Regions from separate parts of the Macaca mulatta genome. Here region 2 is linked to region 1. The links are chromatin contacts, called in public Hi-C maps. All regions are on one chromosome and are shown on one strand. The core of a region is the stretch at or near the end of the contact, and the rest is flanking DNA. Distances in the headings are between cores, read along the strand shown.

The links. Hi-C and Micro-C count contacts between places; a contact is called where the count stands out from the background.
Region 2: a contact with region 1 is called in a Hi-C map of blood, with 3 times the contacts expected there. The contact joins two enhancer-like sites. A contact is called at or near these places in 7 of 14 Hi-C or Micro-C datasets (blood, cortical neurons, fetal cortex germinal zone and 4 more).

The regions. Positions count from the first base shown.
Region 1 is chr3:191,051,750-191,055,015 of T2T-MMU8v2.0, reverse strand. The region is part of intron 4 of PRKAG2 (protein kinase AMP-activated non-catalytic subunit gamma 2); the gene reads left to right. Among named protein-coding and RNA genes, the nearest start is that of RHEB, 110 kb to the right of the region's middle. Within about 2 kb of position 1,790, at least 2 of the 40 cell types and tissues checked have an H3K27ac peak or open chromatin away from gene starts, as enhancers often do.
Region 2 is chr3:191,181,898-191,185,141 of T2T-MMU8v2.0, reverse strand. All of the region lies in intron 3 of PRKAG2 (protein kinase AMP-activated non-catalytic subunit gamma 2), which reads left to right. Among named protein-coding and RNA genes, the nearest start is that of PRKAG2, 120 kb to the left of the region's middle. Within about 2 kb of position 1,706, at least 6 of the 40 cell types and tissues checked have an H3K27ac peak or open chromatin away from gene starts, as enhancers often do.

The sequences.
Region 1 (3,266 bases), core at 541-3,040:
GCCTCAATCTTGCCTTTTTGGTTTTTTTTTTGACACAGTCTCGCTGTGTTGCCCAGGCTGGAGTGCAGTGGTACAATCTTGGTTCACTGCAACCTCCACCTCTCAGGCTCAAGTAATTCTCATGCCTCAGCCTCCTGAGTAGCTAGGATTACAAGCATGCGCCACCATGCCTGACTAAGTTTTGTGTTTTTAGTAGAGATGGGGTTTCACCATGGTGCCCAGGCTGGTCTTGAACTCCTGGCCTCAAGTGATCTGCCTGCCTCAGCCTCCCAAAGTGCTGGAATTATAGAGGTGTGCCACTGCACCCAGCCAGTCTTGCTTGTTTCTAGCAAAACTGGTCAACCTCACCTATAGTGATCAAAATAGGTAAAAGCAGGGGCCACGTTTCGTAGGAGGGGAAGAAAGCATTGTTTTTCAGTGAGGCCCAGGATTCAGGCCCAGATCTGTGATGAAGTGCCTGTATTTCCTCAGACAACCCGTGAGGTCTCGGGGCTTTGTTTTGTTGTTGCTGCTGTCATTAAGAGCTTTCTCTGTAAACCCAGGGGGCCGGTACTCGCTGATCTTTTGCTTTTCTCTCTAGCTCCAAAATCAGACCTCAAAGCAACCAATAATCACTCTTTATAAATAAACAAAACAAAAACGTGTGTTCACTCAAAACTCATTCACTCTCAGCTGGAGTGCACAACACCCTGAGTAAGTGGAGATCGGTTCTTGTTGGGAGACAAAACCATTGCAGCTGTTACAGTGGGTTTTGGCCACCCGAAGGGCCACGGTACCTGAATAAATACACTGTATATCTGTGCTATTAAAATGTCGTGGGGCTAGTACAGTTAGGGGGAGAATGTGTAAAAAAGACTCGGGGCGGGGAGCATAGTGAAAACAAGGCTTAGAAGCTGCTGGAACTTGCTTAAGGGAGAATTGCCTGTCTGTGTATTTGTGGTCATCTATTGAATTATTGCCTTGTCTCTTGGCTCTCACAGCCAAGAGTCAGCTTGCAAGTTTCTTGACTCTGCTGCGGGGCACTGACCTCTGCTGGTGGAGATACCAAAGTGGCAGGTGTGTGGGCTCAGCCTGGTACTTGCTGATCATTACTTATGACACGAGAAGGCTCAGGTGATTATCTGCTTTCCAAACTCTACCCTTCCCTGCTGAGTTCACACACTCCTCGTAGATAAGAGACTTATTGTCTCTGGATTATGAGTAGGTACAATTGTATGACATCCCTGTAATTAAAGTTGTTCCTCTGGAGCTGGCCCCGTATGTAACATATTGCCCTATTCCGTAGGGTCTCGGTACACATTTCAGTATCTCTGCAGTCAGGGTGTGACTTCACATTTGGTGGTGTCTCCAACTTGGTGAGGTAGGATAGTTGTCTTGGAGTAGATAGAGGTTTTGTTGCCAGAAGATCCCTGACTAGTTTAAGCAGTGGACGGTGCCGGGAGGATTCGGGGGTATCTGTAAGTGGGACTGGTCACCAGGCTTCGCAGGTAACTGGAACCAGCTGGAAAGTCATCAGGGCCCAGGGCATTGAGCACCTCTGGCCATTGCTTTAGGGCCACAAAACCTCCCATCTCAGAACTTTCTCTGCTTCCTGGTGAATGTGTTGAAGAATGGCCTCTTGCCCCTACTGCTGTTCAGCTCGAACCCCACAGCCAGCTGAGCTGAGTCCTTACCCATGCTTCGGACCCCTGTGATATAACTCACAGCCCATGCAGTTCCCTTTCCTCCTGCAGCGCAGGGTATGGACCCCTCGCTGCCCTGTCCAAGGCCCGCATCTCATCCTGTGCCCTCACCCTGGAGGTTGTGCTCTCCTTCAGGGCTCAGATTCCCCTGACACTGATCTTTCTGTGCCCATCTCCTTCCCTCCCCTTCCTTCTTCGGTTTGTTTTCTTTCTTTTTAACCAGGCTGATTCCATAAATGCCCGCATCCTCCCAGCTGTTCTAACAGGAAAGCTGTTTGACTCCAGGTCCAAGAGAACAGCTCCTCGCTGCTGCTCCTGGCTTGTTCACCTCTCTCCCTCACTCCCAGTCAGTGTCATCTTCCTATGAACCATTCTAGCAGCCGAGCTCTCCCAGCGCCTGCTCTGCCCCCTCCAATTAATTTGCCATGCTGCTGTTGGAGATATTTCCTTCAAACATATTTCTAATCCCGTCACTTTCATTTCTAAAGCCTCCGGTACTTTTCCTTCGCCTGTAGGAGTCCGCACTTCCCGGCACGCCCTCCTTGCCCCCCCCTTCTCCCTCCCCAGCCTCACCTGGTGCCTCTGTCCTTGCATTTCCCTCCAGCTACTCTGGCCTTTGTCAGCTTCCTCAAACTGCCTTGCTTCTCCAGGCCTGCCGGACTTTACAGACAGCTCCTGCTCTCTGGATCGTTCCTCCCTCTCTTTTGGCCACCTGCTTGTTTTCTCCAAGTCTCAGGTTAGATGCCACTTCCTCAGGGAAGCCTTCCCAGAAGCCCCGATGAGGACTTCCCATGCTGTCTCATGATCCCTCACAATTGATAGGTGCTGTTGGGGGGACACACTTCTTTGTATTTCCCAGTAGTCCCTCCTATTTCTTTGCCATTACATGGTAAACTCTGTGACGATGGAGACTGAAAACTTAGTATTTGCCCGGTCTTGAGGCTACCGGGATGAGTGAAACTTGGTTTTCAGTAAACATTTGTCACACAAATGAACGTAGGTATTTCGGAGCTTATACTTTTACTCTGGCACCTAGGCTTGCCATACTTCAGGTGGTTAATGTTATTTCTTACAAAGACATGAGGCATTTCTATTTGAGGCATTGGAGAAATGAGAGAAAATGCATTTGCTGTGTTGACGGTGCACGAATCAAAGAGCAGTGAGGGCGGAGCAACAGAGGAAGTGAAATGACTGAGTGAACCCCGGAGGTGTGAAAGGCTTCTCCGCCATACGGTGACGTCAGGGCTTGTGACGTTCGCAGTTGAGTAACTCGAAGGCAGTAGCAAGTGGGTAGAGTGGGACGGCTCGCCTGCGGAATCTGGCATCCGAGGAAAGCGCCTTGACACCTTCCTTTCATGGCCGTGATTACACTTGTGCTAAGGTTAGGGGAAACAGAGTCACGTTCATCTCTGATATGAAAAGGGAAGAGCGATTTTGGGGAAGGGAACTCGTCTGGGAACCTTCTGGCTAAATTTTAGTCACTTTTTAATCTGTTTTGTATGCTGCCTTGGCCGGGTGCTGTGGCTCACCCTGTAATCCCAGCACTTTGGGAGGCCAAGGTGGATGGATCTTTTGAGTCCAGGA
Region 2 (3,244 bases), core at 457-2,956, 130 kb before region 1:
TTTGCACATGAGTAGAGACACTGAGGACTTTTCTCCACTTCCACCGGGGAGGGCCCTGCAGCCTCCTGGAGGAACCTCGTGGTGTGCACAGGTGATTTATATCATTAATACCAAAGAACACGAGCGACTGCTAAACTGAGTTGCTTTAGGCATGGCTGTGAAGCTGGGGAGGCGCGTGAGGGGCCGTGGCCCTCGTGGGAGCCCCATTGCTGCCTTGGAAATGACTCTGCCCAGCAAGGAGAGGGGTCTCTTCAAACAGGAATTGACAAATGTTTCCTGTAAAAAGCCAGATGGTAAATGTCTTAGACTTCGAAGGCCACGTGGTCTCTTTTGCAACTACGAAGCCATAGACAAAGTATAAACTAATGGTGCAGCTGTGTCCCAATAAGTATTTATAAAAGCAGGTGGCCAGCAGGATTGGGCCATTGGGTAGTAATTTGCCAACTCCTGTTTTTAAAACATAAATCTGATCATGTCATCTGCTGTTCAACCCCTTGACGCCTCCCCAGCACGTTTAAATTAAGTCTCCAAACCCCACCACACATGGCCTCTGAGGTCCTCTGAGGTAACCCTGGGCTGGCTCTGACTTCATTTGGTGCACACCCACCCCCCATCTTCCTCTGCTCAGGCTCCCTTAGATGCTCAGCATGTCCCCAGGCCCTCTGCCTGAAACACCCTGAGATGCTCAGCATGTCCCCAGGCCCTCTGCCTGAAACACCCTGAGATGCTCAGCATGTCCCCAGGCCCTCTGCTCAAAACACCCTGGAGCCAGAACACCCTTGAGGCTGTGCTGTGCCTCCCAGATTCCCGATTCCTTCAAGAATGAGGAACTCACTCCCAGCTGTGGGTGTGACAGACAGCCCTCCCTCAGCTAAGGAGCGCCACATCGCCAGCCTTCAGCCCCTCCCAGAGACAGTCTGTGCCCAATAACCGGCCGATGTATGGACATAAAGGACCAGCCCCCGACCCCCGCTCAGGACAGCTCTAAAGGGGCATCCGAACGCCAGAACTCTCTGTCGGGACTTCACGGGGTCTCCATCGCTCCTCTGTCGGGCCCGAGAGCACTCCCTGATGTACATCCAACGTGCTCATTTCCATCCCAGAGCCTGCTTCTCAGGGAGCCTGCAGCGACCCTGCCTGCAGATGGACACAGGTGGGGTCCCTTCCTTAGGTCTCTGCTCCATCGTCCCAATAACACAGTGGCCTTCGGAAGGAAGGGAGGCAGGGGAACTGAGGGGACCCCGAAGGTAGGGCCTGGAGAGGTGCTGGGGAGTGAGGTACTCGAAGGTAGGGCCTGGAGAGGTGCTGGGGAGTGAGGTACTCGAAGGTAGGGCCTGGAGAGGTGCTGGGGAGTGAGGTGCAGCAGAGGAGGGGCAGGTGGGCGGGAGAACAGGGACCATATGAAGCCAGAGCCCAGCCTCCCTCAGGGCTGCGCCCTGTGAGTTGTACAAAGGGCCCTGGGTCTGTCCGAAAATGTTGCCATGATCCAGAATTACTGTGAGCTTTACCCTTTACCCGACAAAAAGATTGACTCTGGCTTGCCCAAGGCTGCCCCTAAGCCCCAGTGCTGGCCCAGCTAATGCAGGCACCCTGGTCCCCCTTTCACTGGCCCCCGCTGGAGCCTTCCGGACCAGGGCAGCTGATGAGGTCTGAATACTGGGGCCGAGCAGACTCTGGAAAAACGTGACTCATCTTGCCTGCCCACAAAGAAAGGAAAAGTATGTGTGGCATCCAAGTTTCCTGAAAAGTTCAGCCAACACATTGCAGAGTTATGTGGCCTGGCACCCTGTGTGGTCCCTGGGGACAGCGCCCTCTGGCGCCAGCCTGGCAGATGTCCCCCACTAGGGCTGGCCTGCACATCCTGTGTCCAGGCCATTATTATGATTTGGGAGAAGCCAAGGAAAAATTCCCAGAAGAATCTCCTTGCCCTCAGCGAGTCAGAGAGTCCTGTAGTTCCCTCAGGGCCTGCTTCAGTGATGCTCCCACCTTGGGAGACAGTAAAAGGCAGCGCTAACACGTGCTGTCACTTAACACTGTAAGTAAGAGTGGTAGTAAGTAAGACCCGTAAGTAAGGCCCACTGTAGCTCTTTTTCTTTTTTCGAGACAGGGTCTTGCTCTGTCTCTCAGGCTAGAGTGCAGTGGTGCGATCACAGTTCACTGCGGCTCAAGCGATCCTCCCACCCCAACCTCCTGAGTAGCTGTGACTACAGGTGTGCACCATCATGCCCAGCTAATTTTTACATTTTTTGTAAAGACGGGGTTTTGCCGTGTTGCCCAGGCTGGTCTCAAACTCCTGGGCTTAAGCGATTCTCCTGCCTTGGCCTCATAGGCACAAGCCACTGTGCTCAGCCTGTATTTCTTAATTCCTTTTTTAAAATAAGACTTTAGGGCTGGGCGAGGTGGCTCATGCTTGTAATTCCAGCACTTTGGGAGACCAAGGTAGGTGGATCACTTGCGCCCAGGAGTTCGAGACCAACCTGGGCAACATGGTGAGACTCTGTCTCTAACAACAACAAAAAAAATCATTAAATAATAAATAACATTTTATTTTGACAATTTCAAACATAAAGTCACAAAAATAATACAAAGAGTTCTCATATCCTCTTCACCCAGATTGCCCGATGTTAGCATTTCAGCAGATCTGCCCGTATCTCATTTCTTATGATCTCTCACTGTGTGTTTATATGAACTCTGAACCCCTGAGAGGAATTTGCAGACATCATATCCCTTTACCCCTAAATATTTCAGTGGATATTTCATAAAAACAGGGTCATTCTCCTAACCACAGTATAATTGTCAAAATCAGGAAATTAGCGCTAATATCATGCTATCAGCTAAGCTGCAGGCTTCATTCACGTTTTGCACCTTGTCTTTGGGGCGTCATTTCTTGGAAGAGGGGATCCCCAGCCACACGTTTTGTTTCGTTGTCCTTTCTCTTCAGTCCCTTCATTGGGAACAGCTCCTCAGTCCTGTCTCATCTGTCACGACCTGAGCCTTTTTCAGGGGGACACAGGCCAGTTCTTGTGTCGCCTGCCCTTGGCTTTGCGTTTTCCTGACATTTCCTCACCATCAGAGCCAGCCTGCACCCTCAGGAGGGCGTCCATCTGTCCATGTGCTGCCCTGGGCTTCCGCATCTCAGCCCGGGCACCTGATACGGCCGCGACACCTTCCCGGTGAAGTGGGTGCCAGTCACCTGGTGAAGGGGGTGTCTGCCGCTATAAAGTTCTCTACTTGAATAAAGTAC